Regions from separate parts of the Cricetulus griseus genome. Here region 1 is linked to region 2. Evidence: chromatin contacts called from public Hi-C data. All regions are on one chromosome and are shown on one strand. Each heading gives the region's core, a stretch centred on a gene start, on an enhancer-like site or on the middle of the called end of the contact. The rest is flanking DNA. Distances are from core to core; before and after follow the strand shown.

What was found. A called contact is a pair of places that touch in the nucleus more often than the background predicts.
Region 1: a Hi-C map of the CHK-Q cell line shows a contact between it and region 2, with 3 times the contacts expected there. The contact joins the enhancer-like site here to the promoter of Bach1 in region 2. A contact is called at or near these places in 2 of 8 Hi-C or Micro-C datasets (the CHK-Q cell line and fibroblasts).

Annotation. Positions count from the first base shown.
Region 1 is chr4:9,778,189-9,784,332 of CriGri-PICRH-1.0, forward strand. It overlaps Map3k7cl (MAP3K7 C-terminal-like protein), which reads right to left. Exons shown (of 4, transcript XM_035444433.1): 3 at 3,624-3,739. Among named protein-coding and RNA genes, the nearest start is that of Map3k7cl, 25 kb to the right of the region's middle. Within about 2 kb of position 1,498, at least 5 of the 6 cell types and tissues checked have open chromatin away from gene starts, as enhancers often do. A contact at or near this core is called in fibroblasts, where this site is marked.
Region 2 is chr4:9,680,896-9,686,849 of CriGri-PICRH-1.0, forward strand. Bach1 (transcription regulator protein BACH1) reads right to left here and starts at 3,253. Exons shown (of 5, transcript XM_027412340.2): 1 at 3,126-3,253.

The sequences.
Region 1 (6,144 bases), core at 248-2,747, 96 kb after region 2:
TCCATCCCCAAACTTTGAGAGACTTCCCCAGAACTTGGCTTCAAAATATTTCTTCGAAAATGATCTAAGGCAACAAATATTTCTATTTAAACACAAAAATCTCTGTTGGCAGTTTCAGAATGAGTTAAATACCATGACAAAACACAAACAAAAAGAGGACTATTTTTACATTAAAGTTTTACAAGTAGCCCAAGTACCCCTTCCCACATTTCAATATTCCCCTAGATAAGCTATTATTCTCCACAATCATTTTACATAAGACATAAGCATGCAGGTCTTAAAATGTCTGTGGGTTCCTAATACAAAAAAAAAAAAAATCCCTCTAATGCTTCACTTGAACCCACTAAAGTTGTGTGATCCTCTTACGCAATAATTAAAAAGAAAACCCTCTTAAAATTGGGCAATGTATCTAAACAAATATTTCCCCAAGAAAACAGAAATGGCCCAGAAGTGCATAAAAGTTGTGCAACATCATAGCCACCAGGGAAATGTAAATCAAAACCACAATGACACATCATTGCCATCTCCTAGCGTTGGTATCCTCAGAACGGAGCAAGCACATGAGGACATGTGCAACGATTAGAACTCTTCACACATGTTTATAGCGGCGTTATTCAAAATACTGAACAGTACAAACAACCCAGGTGTACATTAGCCAACAGATGGCATATAAGATGTGGACAACAGGATATTATCCACAGATAAAAAGAACAAAGCACTGGTGTGTGATACGTGGATGAACTTGAAACATTACTCTTGTGAGAGTCACATCAAAACCCATTACACGATTACAATCACTGAAAAAATGTCCAGCAGCAAGCTGATAGGCACAGGAAACAGGTTTGTTTGCTAAAATGGCTAGGAAAGAGGGACAATGAGAGGGACTGCTTAAGACTACAAGATTTCCTTCTGAGCTGATGAAGATCATCTACAACCACGATGACGGCTACACAACACTGAAACCCTGCAGAGCCCTAAACTGTCAAACAGAAAAGTCCATCTTTTATAACGATCTTTTTCTGTTATCTTTTCAGGGAGGTTCGTATAGAGACCAGAAAACTGCTTTCTCCACCAGACAAGATAGGATCATGTCTAGAACTCAGCAACCTTTATAGCTGGTTGTAGTTTAATTGGATATTTTAAATCATTTCTGTCTATCAGTGCTAGATTTCTAAAGCTATATGATGGACAAAAGAAGCTATGTATACTGAGTGAAAATTCTTGGAAGATGTATCAGAAAGATATATAATGCTATAATATATGCAATTATAAGGAATATGGTTACATACAAAAAGATATAGATGCTCCAACTAACGTAGGAACTGACTCTATACATCACTGGTCATAAGCCAGAAATGAATTTAAACAAATAGGATTTATCCCATGGTGAGTAAACTGTGAAAAGCTTTGACTATCTTTATCCACCCAATGGACTTGCACAGTAAGAGTTCTATCAACTCTGCCTCTCGCTGTAAGTGCTCCCAAACTTGATCCAGGGAGACCTCCTCTGGAGATATGAGAGAAATTCAGTCTCAAGTTCAAACATCAGGCTGTGCACTGCACACACAATTCCAATAAAGAAAATATCGCTTTTAAAATACTTTAGAATCTTTGTGTCTCACTTGCATGAGCCAGTTGTCAAAGGCATCAAAGTCAGCCACACTTTATGAAGTGTTGGGAGAGAAATTCGCATCAGAATCATTTTTTAATGGAATGCTAACTTCGTGGGTCAAATCCATATGGCCTGATTTATCTTGCTTGAAAACAAAGACTTCAGAAAAGGATCTGTTACAAAATGAACCACTGGCACACTATAGCATAATGAAAAAACAGTACAGCTAATAGCCCTTAGAGAACGCACTCTATACAGTAACGACTCTAACCACACTTGTGATTTAACAGTTATCTTAGTAACCCTTACTGGTATCAATGCCATATTTTAAATACAGGACCATAGCAATACAAAGAGAATATGTTTATGCAGAGGACATTACTGCAACCTATAATGGGCTACCTTAAATCAACCTCATTCGTATTTGACATCTATGATCAGCTCCACAGTGGATGATAAGGAGACAAAGAGATGCTAAAGAAAGCAAGTGCAGGGGGGGGGTGGGTTCCCACAGGAGAGACAGAGCATCGTAAAGACAGGGATAAACTTAAACATGATTACTGACAGCATTAGCTTACTGAAAGTTCAAAGGGTCATTCAGCAGCTCTTCCATAGCCGAGGAAAAGATCTGATCACCACAGGCAAGGGCATGGGCTGGGCCTTCCTACAGGAATTGCTGCCAGTGGAGCAGACACAGACAGGACCCAGCTCCATCCTGGGAAAGAATAGGACTATGCAATTGAGGCAGGGTCAAGGTAGGAAGTTCTACAGAGGTTCCTAGGCATATTGAGGTATGTGGCTACAACACTGGACACTCTCAGAAGTCACACTGTGCTGACAAATGCATCCTAAAAAATCTGGACAGCTTATGGAGACTCTACAACCCAAAAGAAAGCCTTGGATTTGAAAACTTGTGTTTTCTGATTTCTTGACAGTTTTTAATCCCATATAGCCAAAAGTCCAAGTCAATTTTTGTGTCTGAAGTGAAGCAAAGCAGGAAATTTAGAAAAGGCTGAGTTCATTTGGTAAATGCAGTAGTCTGCTTACCAAATCCACTTATAGATATCCAACCTCTATATTGCAGTCTTCATGAGTCCCAGAATTTTCTTAAACAAAACACATTTCACCTTCATTCAGGTAGAAATTAAGCAATAAATACATTGCGACACTGCAGTAAGATGAAGGGGAAGAAGAAATACAATGTTAAAAAAACTGCCCTGCTTGTGAGTTCTATTTCATGCCCAGGCAATAATGTGTGTAACACTTAGGTGCACATAATGGACTAGGCTTCTTCAGGAACTCAACAGTGAGCAATGCCTCTGTAGCTATGTTTTAATGTGATCACTTCTTAGTCAGATGTGTAAATACTACCAACAGGTCTCCCTGGTAAGTGTGTTATAACAAACTGGCCAGTGGATGAAGACACAGCGCTTACTTTGATGCTTTTCAGGAATAAAAAAGTAAGAGTCACTAAAGATAGATGCTGGCAGAACTGAGTGCAAATAAAATGGGTTTTGTGGAACAGTCAGTAAAATTAAAGTGCTTTAATTAATTGAACTGTATAACTTTCCATAGCAGACCTGTAATGATAATAAATGCTATCATGATTAAAAAAAAAAAAAACTTGCTAGGACTATAAAATGTAATTAGGCAACTAATGCATTTACATAACTCTAAAAAGGGTTTTCATTTAATGTGGGACCTCTCCTCTTTAAACATCAATTAAAATTCACCCCAATCCAAAGTGCCCTGAGGCTCTGGGTAGAACCATAGAGAATATGGAATGGCTCTGGACGGTATTTGGTAATTTTTAATTTCTTTAACTAAAATATCTCATTTAAAAAACAATTAAGTTCTGAGTAGAAGCCTGCCCACAGCTCTCTTTCCTAGGCCGAAGGTAGAAGGACTTGATCTACCCAAGGGCTGTTGCTAGTTCTTAAAATCCCTTCCCTTCCCACCGGCCCACCGCAGTCTCTGCTTGGTAGAAGCAACTGGGTGGCCAAGTACTTACTTCCTTTCCTCAAGCAAGGCGATCTCTTTTTTGACCTCATGGTACTCCTCTGCTATTTGGCAGTGCTGTTTAAACACCTGCATGGATTCTACGGAGTCGTGACACGGCGGCAGAGGCTGCACAGACAAAGAGAAGCAATCAGTCCATTGCAACAGAGAGCAGCACCGATAATGAACATGGCACAAAGTCGAGCAACTTCTATTTGAGGGAACATAGAGAGATGATCGTGCTGACATGGGCTTTCCTGTGACATTCGTGGGCATCTCGTCCCAGAGCCCTGAGACCCGCTGGCTACACGTCGGCTACTTGCTATGTGTAGATGAAAAGTAAGTTTCCCATTGATTTGTGATCCTCCTTGGAAATTGTTAACTGCTTCAGAAAAGATCAGGGGAAACACTCCTGTTGTCTGTTTCAATTTCCCTTTTTGTCTACGCCCATGGTCCCGAGGCACAAGCCCAGAACAGCTGTCATCTGTGAAGCTGCTCAGCTCCGAGAAGACCAGACCCCTAAACCCTGCTTATGACACATGAGGCTGAACAGAGAACAGATTTGCATTTCTTCTTTCCTGCCATCAATAAGGAAAACAGGTCCACGTGGCAAACTTTTCTACATACAGCATGAAAAAAAAAATTCCAACCTCCAGTTATCATTTTTAACTAAAACCGCCATGAGTTTTTGTTCTTATTTCCACATCAGCCATGTGTGATTTAAAACATACCACTTAGAATGACAGTTAATTGTCTTTTAAGGAGTTTTTAAATCACCCCCTAATTACTTATGTGGAAAAAATTGTCAAATCTGAGAAGCATGGAAGTTTGTTGTTGAACAAGTTCTTTGGTCCTATCTGTCACTAAGATCCATGTAGGTAAACTGTCTTACTAGGTACGACTATCACTCACCTATACTAGTAAAGTGTGAACTGATGGATTTCTTATCTTACTATTTGGTCCAAAGTTCTTCAAACACACCGATTTTGGGGGGTGTCACATTTACTCGGTAAGTAACAGCAATTCAGTAAAGTGTGTGTTCAGGCTGACAGCTAAGAGGATGCTTCTCGCTCTAGAAAGTGAAGTTCTAAACAGACATACGCATTACTGACAAGTCACACTGAACATTTTGATATTTGCAATGAATACAAAATAATCATAATAAGTTGCACAGTGTTCTCCAATTCTGATTAGGACGAACTTTACATCCGTGTGAAATCCTCAGTCACTTAATTCATGTGGAATCTAACACTAATCACGTTTTGTAGTGTCTTTCCCCGATCCCTAGGAACACATTCACGGCATCAACCCAGCCGACTGCAACTGCTATGCTTTTCAATATAGAAATAATTGGAAAACCAGAACACAGTAGTATGACAATATAATTCACCCCAGGAGGCGAAGCCGTTGCCAAAGGAATTCAGAACTCCTGGCTCCTCCAGCCTGTGTCCCAGAAATCTCAACCCATCGTCCATTTTCACCTGTTCTCCTGGCAGGTTCCCAGGTGTAACAGAGAGCAGAATGAAAGCAACATACCCCAGGCTCCCAAGCCAAGCTTTTAAATCATCTGTGCCCTGTTAAAGAACTGGCCTACTGGCAGCCATGAGATTATACATGCCGTCCTGCCCTCAGGAACACCACATAAGCCACATCTGTTCAGGCGGGATTCAGCACGTCGCTTGCCACCTGCAAGTACGTGAACTGCAAATTTAGCAGCTACCTAATGTCATAGCCAAAAGAGTCTAAGGTTCTGCATGTCTGGGAGAACAAAGATGGCAGCATCCAAGGCAAGCATTGCCCTTTCTGCTGTGCTTTAAGAAGAAAACTGAGGGCTGGAGAGACGGCTCAGAGGCTGAGAGCACCGGCTGCTCTTCCACAGGTCCTGAGTTCAATTCCCAGCAACCACATGGTGGCTCACAGCCATCTATCATGAGATCTGGTGCCCTCTCCTGGTGTGCAGGCAAATATGCAAACAGAACACTGTAAACATCATAAAGAAAAATAATTTTAAAAAGAAGAAAACTGAAAATCACAAGTACACTCTCTTTAAGAGAGGGCGGTTCCTCTCTCCTCCTTCCTTTGCTTGGCACCTTGCCAAGCAAATAACTGGGATTTTTCTCCCATGACTTTGGTTTTGTGTTTTTTTAATTTTATGAGTTTTTTAATTTACTTGTGTGTTTGTCTATGCACATGCATGCAATGCCTGAGAAGCCAGAAGGTGTCAGATCCCTTGGAACCTGAGTTACAAACTGTTCTGGGGATGCTGGGGCTGGAACTCCCACCCTCTAGGGGAGCAGCCACTGTCCTTAAGTGCTGAGCCATTTCTCCAGCCCCTCTCCTTCTGTTTTTATTTGCACTTTAGCATGCTACCACTAAGTGACATCTCTAGGCCTTTTACATTTTTATTTTGGGACAGTATCTTGCTAACTTGCACAAGCTAGCCTTGAGTTCATGCATGGTGTATTCCAGGTGATCCTTCAACCTGTCTCCTCAAACTCCAGCCCCTCAAGCATCTGGGATTACGGATGGACACC
Region 2 (5,954 bases), core at 2,003-4,502:
CTAAGGGCCAGGGTTTGATGCCCCCACCCACATAATGGAGGGAGAGAACCTTATCTATTCCCACAGGTTGTCCTGAGATCTACACACACACACACACACACACACACACACACACCATGGTACTTGTATGCCCCCACATAAACAGAAAGAATAAATTAAAACAAAAAAGTAAAAAAAAATTACCACTTAAGAGATGGACATTTTACCACTTGTCAAGGGATTATCTAAGTGCACAGTTTTAATAATCCTCACAAAAACATAAAAAAAGGGGGGAACCCACAGGCTCTCAAAGGGTAAGAGAACATTGTCATTTTTAAAAGACTTTGTTATAACGCCGGGTGTTGGTGGTGCACGTGTTAGTTGGTGGTGGGTGTTAGTCCCAGCACTCGGGAGGCAGAGGCAGGAGGATCTCTGTGACTTCAAGACCCAGCCTGGTCTACAAGAGCGAGTTTCAGGACAGCTTCCAAAGCCACAGAGAAACCTTGTCTCCAAAAAAAAAACAAAAACAAAAAACAAAAACAAAAAACAAAAACAAACAAAACAAAGACTTTGTTAGAAATACTACATGTGTAAATTATCAAGCAAGTATTCCTGCTGTATGACCCACTACTCTACAGATCACACACATTCAACCACACACCCACTAGTCTTACCTCCAAATTCAATAAAAATGTTATCATAGCTAGCTGTATTATTTCTTACTTTTATCACTAACTTCAACAATGTAGCAAGAAATTTCCACCTTCTATTCTTTACAACATATAAAACTACCTGTGTAATGAAAATTAAATACTATGAGTATTTTGAAATAATTACAGCTCTCCAGCAGGGATTGGAAATGAAAAACAAACAAAAGAACCTGTTTCGGAGTAATGTATTGACAGCAGTAAGCGGATTTTGTAGTCCTCAAAAGAAAACAGGACAAAGTGTGTAGAACTATCTTACTTAATACAAAAGTAATGATGTCACTCTGTTTCTTTAATTTTGGGGGGTTTCATTTTTTAAGTTATTTTTAAAAGCAAAGTGTGGGTATTTTCATCTCAGATAAATCATCTTGCACACCACCTGAAAAGTCCTAATATGTGAGAGATACATGACTGATAGATAATCCCTAAACCTAAAGCAACAAAGTAACCACTTCCCTACTACAATTGTTTTAGAGGAACTGAACTTGTCATCTTTCTTGGGGCCCATGCAATGGTTGAGTGGGTAAAGGCACTTGCCACCAAGCTAGATGACCTGAGTATGAGTCTCAGAACCCGAGGGATGGAAGGAGAGACACACAACTACAAACTGCCCTCTGATAAATGAATAAATAAATAAATGTAAAGAAAACTTACAGGGAAAAAAAACTTCACTCTTTTGGCCAAAGGGAAGAAGCCAGCTCTCTGCCCCCTCATACACATTTCCATTTCTAAACTTTGCACTGAGTGAGTGACTGCTATGTGTATGTGCTCATTATTTCAAGCAAAAAAGCAATCACACGAGATCCATAAAATCAAGAGAGTGAGGCAGACACACACTGTCTTCCCACAGAGCTCTCCTTCTAGTCTTGACCCAGGAAAACCTGCTGACTCTGTCAGCTACCACCTCTCTGACCCTAGAAACTAGTTATGCAGGAAACCCTAAAAGCCCTGAGAGGAAATCCCCTTTGTGGCCTCATCAAAAACAAACTTTTACAAAGAATGACTGAAGCGTGTATTCCCCACTCAACATCAACACTAAAAACGAAACAATTAATTAAGGACATCAAGAGAAGGAAATGTTTCCTTCCAGTACTGTTGAATGCCTTACTTCTATCTGAAATTTCTCCGGCACAAATTGGTTCTCCCGCAGTGGGCCACGAGGCTGCTGTTTAAACACCACCTCGGTGTTATACTTGGCCACGTCCTAAGCGTGATCTCCCACGTCACCCACTGATTACCTGTATCAAAACACACACCCCGCAGCTGGCCCCCCCTCCGGCCTCCTGAAGCAACCCCTCATGAGTGCAGCTCAACCTTTTATAGTGGAGGCATGTGATGTGCGTATCTGCACCAGCTGTTCCTAATTACCTCTCAGACTGGGGTGAATGACTCAGCAACACAAACTCTTTTAAAGAGTCACCCTACCTTGTTATCCAACCAACGTAGCAAACAAAGGGAAGCCACTTGACAGATCCGTCGGTTAAACAACAATACAAGAGGCGATCACTCCTCCAAAGCCACCCAACTCCAGGATGAATCACCGGGAGCGCCCCCCCCCCCGCCCCCTTACACTACCTTATGATGTCCAAAGCCAGAAGTGGCAAGCGCCTTCAAGCCCAGCCCGGAGCTTGCACCACTACCGCAGCAGGAGCAGGAAGAATAGGCCAACCCATACCTCTTCCCATTTCTCTGAACGTGTGTAGCGCTCAAAAGCTCCGCCACTAACAAATCTAGGGTGTCCACCCTTCATTCTGTCTGAACTGCCTTCCACGCAAGGCTGAAAGGAGTGCTCAAATACCTAAACAAAGACCCAGCAGGGGCATCCTCCATAGCGAGCGGTCACAACTCCATACAGTTCTCCGAAAAGAGCAGCATCCTGCTAAAACAGCCTTTGTTCTTCCAAGCCTGTCTCTGGAGCTGGATTTTCCCACACACGTTCTTTCAGAATTACTACAACGCCTGCCTTGACTCAGCCCATGCTGAACGTAGAGAGCTCACTACATAAAAGCCATCGACGCAATCCCACACTAAATGACACCAAAGTGCCGGGGAACAACGAGAGCGCGTTGGCCCTGGCGCTACCAGACGCGAACACAAAGCTGGTGTCGTTGTCACCCAGTCCCACTCTGCCCGTGCAGTGCGGATCTAAAGGACAATCGTGCGTACAGCTGCAACAAAGGGAAGCCCGGGCCGCGGCCCGGGGTGGTCCTGGCGTCCGGGCCGGCTCGGCCTTGGCCCCCGCACGCAGGCAGAGCGGGACGCGGCCCGCGGAGCTCGGTGCAGGGCGGCGCCGGCTCGGCCGACCCGGAGAGTCCGCGCGGCGCGTAAACGGCGCGCGGCCCGCCGCCCCCTCCAGGCCCGCGCGGCCGCCCGCCTGGAGCCCGGCTGACCCCCGGGAAGGACGGAAGGACGACAGCCCCCGCCGCCCGAGCCACTCACCGGAGCCGAGGCGCGGCGCGGCCCGACTGCAGGCGGCAAGCGGCGGTCAGGTGACTCACTCCCTCCGCGCGGCCAGCCGCCCGTCCCCTCCCCTGCGCTCCGCTCCACTCCGCCACCGCCGCCAGCGCCTCCCGGCGCTAAGGCCCGCCCCGCCCCGGCCCCGCCCCCGGGCCCGCCCCGTGGCCGAAGCCCTGCCAAGCGCCGGGCCACGCCCCGTTCCAGGCCACGCCCTCCCTCCCCTGGTGAGCTCCTCCCCGTGTGGCCTCGGGCCCCTACTGTGCTGCGTTCTGGAGCTTGAAGCCCACAGCCTGACCTCCAACCCCGTCTTCCTACCTGTGCCTTAAGTGACACGGTGATAAGCTACCGGGGACCACCTCATCCTCACCTACTGAGGGAAGAAAAGAAAGGCTGACGGCTCCACACCCACAAGGGTTGTTGCATTGCTCAGGGTAAACCGCCCCCCCAAACAGGTCAGATAAGGATCTTATACCCACCCACCCACCCCAGAAACCTTGGAGGCTCGTCTTAGCCAAGCTCCTGGGCTGCTTTCCAGTGGGGGCGCGAGAGCCTGGTGTTTGAACTTGCCGAAAGGGGTGTGTCAAGAAAGTCTGCCTGGCTCTGGGCAGGTCTTTCAGGAGCAGGTTTGAGAGGAGGAGGCTGTGGCCCCTCTCAGTGATCACTAACTTCCCTCCAAGTTGTTTGTGTCAGACGAGGCCCTTCCTTGAAAACCACAAGGCATGTGACCTGGAGTGTAGTCTGCTCATTATAAGCCACTAATATGCAAGAGTCCCCAGATCAAATCCCTTTGCTGCTTGCACTCCGCACACACTGCTTTGAGAGTTACCCCTGTACCCTTAATGCTTGCCTGAGTAATCTGCACTCTTTTGTTTTGTTTTGTTTTTGTTTTTCAAGACAGTTTCTCTGTGTGGCCCTGGCTGTCTTAGAACTCACTCTATAGACCAGGTTGGCCTGGAACTGGGATATCCCCCTGCCTCTGCCTCCCACGTGCTAGGATTAAAGACCTGTGCTTCTTGTCCTCTGGCTGTGATCGGCTGCATTCACCAAGGAGCAAACACATTGTGCTGGGCTTCACATCCGAAATATTGTACAGTGTCCGGCAGCCTATGTCTGTCCATCTATGCTGTAGCTGCCGGGAAACATGGACCCAGTTTCAACGGCTGGTGGTGTCAGCCGCTCCCTCCGCTCAAACCCTGGCCATGCTCTCACACTCCGCTGCTTATTCCAGTATTTATCCAGTTGTTCACTTTCATTTTTTATTGTATTCACGGTTGTTCAGAGCCGTGCCTTTCTGCACGACTGCGTGCACACTTGGTAAAACTTACCAGTCTGTAGAAAGAGCGGGCTGCACTGGCCAACCTGATCAGACAGAAGCAAGGAATCACCACCCCTAAGGCCTAGAGCCCCTGAGCCCTGTAATTTGTGGAAAGGAATAATACTGCTGACTTTTGAGTTCAAGTGGAAAGATGGAGAAAAATGGGTGGCAAAACACCAGCAAACCCAAAATGTATGTACTCCTTAAACACAAGCAGACAGCTCAGGGGCTCAGAGAGAGGGGTGGCTACCAAATAGTAATATCATTCTCATTATTGCATCTGTTCATTGTGTAAACTCTTGTGGGTTGAGGACATTCAGTTACCTCCAAAATATGTGAGAAGATGGCCTGTGTGAGGTGGCAATGTCAGCGTTGAAGTGATAGCTTCAAGAGGAAGAGACGGCAGAGCAAAAACCAGGGCTCAGCTGAGATAAATGTGGTCCAGCAGGCTACAGGGGGGCAGGGCAGGGGGGGATCAAGAGATGGATGTCGTCGGTGGCATTTTCCGATGCCTGAGTTCATGGTGCAGGTATTGAGGGTGCAGAGAAAGGAGGGAAGACACTTAGGGAGAGACCCTGCAAGAAGGATGAGGGATGAGGGCTCTGGGAGACACCCGAGTTCCAATGCTTCAATCACTCTCCTTCCATTCTGAGGCAAGGGAACTGTAGTCTGCCTTCTTTTCACACCTCTAATGTGCATTGCTTTGATAAACTGCCTTGTGCTGTGTGGTATTAGCTCACCCAGAAGCCCCCTCCAAACATGCTTACCCTCACTTGTCCTACAAGAACATCTCTCTTAGCATGGCTGCCCCCCAACTCTACGACAAGGAGGAAAGAAAAACAACAAAGAAAACCAAAAGTGAAAGCCTTGTGCCATGCCATGACAACAGCTAAGAAGGAGAGCCATTTCCAAACAGAGGCTACTATTGCTTTTCCCGTGTTATGAAAAGGTCTACTGCTGTGAAACAATCCTTCTGTACGCTGTGAATATGTGTTGCTCCCGTTGATTAGTCAATGGCTAGGCAGGATTTTCAAGGCAGAGAAAATGTTGGATGGAAAAAGGGTGTGACATCATCGAGCAGGGTGGGAAGTACATAAATGAGGTATATGAGCTTCAGGGCAGCACACAGATTAATAGAAGTGGGCTACTTTAAGTTATAAGACCCAGCTAAAAGCAAGCCTAAGTTATCGACCGAGCATTTGTAATTAATACTAAAGTTTCTGTGTGGTTATTTGGGGAGCAGCTGGCGGGACAGAGGTGATCAGCAGTCTGGACAGAAAACTCCAACTACAGTCTACAGTGGGAAAAAGAAATCAAAAGTTCAACCGTGAGAGTCTCAGTCATGGGGAGAAGGCTCAGCTGGGAACTCGAGCTGTCTGCTTCAAACTCCATCGTCAGGTACCGCTTGATGTTGTAGGAGCCTTATGTGATGGAGTTGTCTCTAAATGCTGTTTGCTTTACACTTAGAAGCCTCACTTGAAGGGACACTGTGCCTG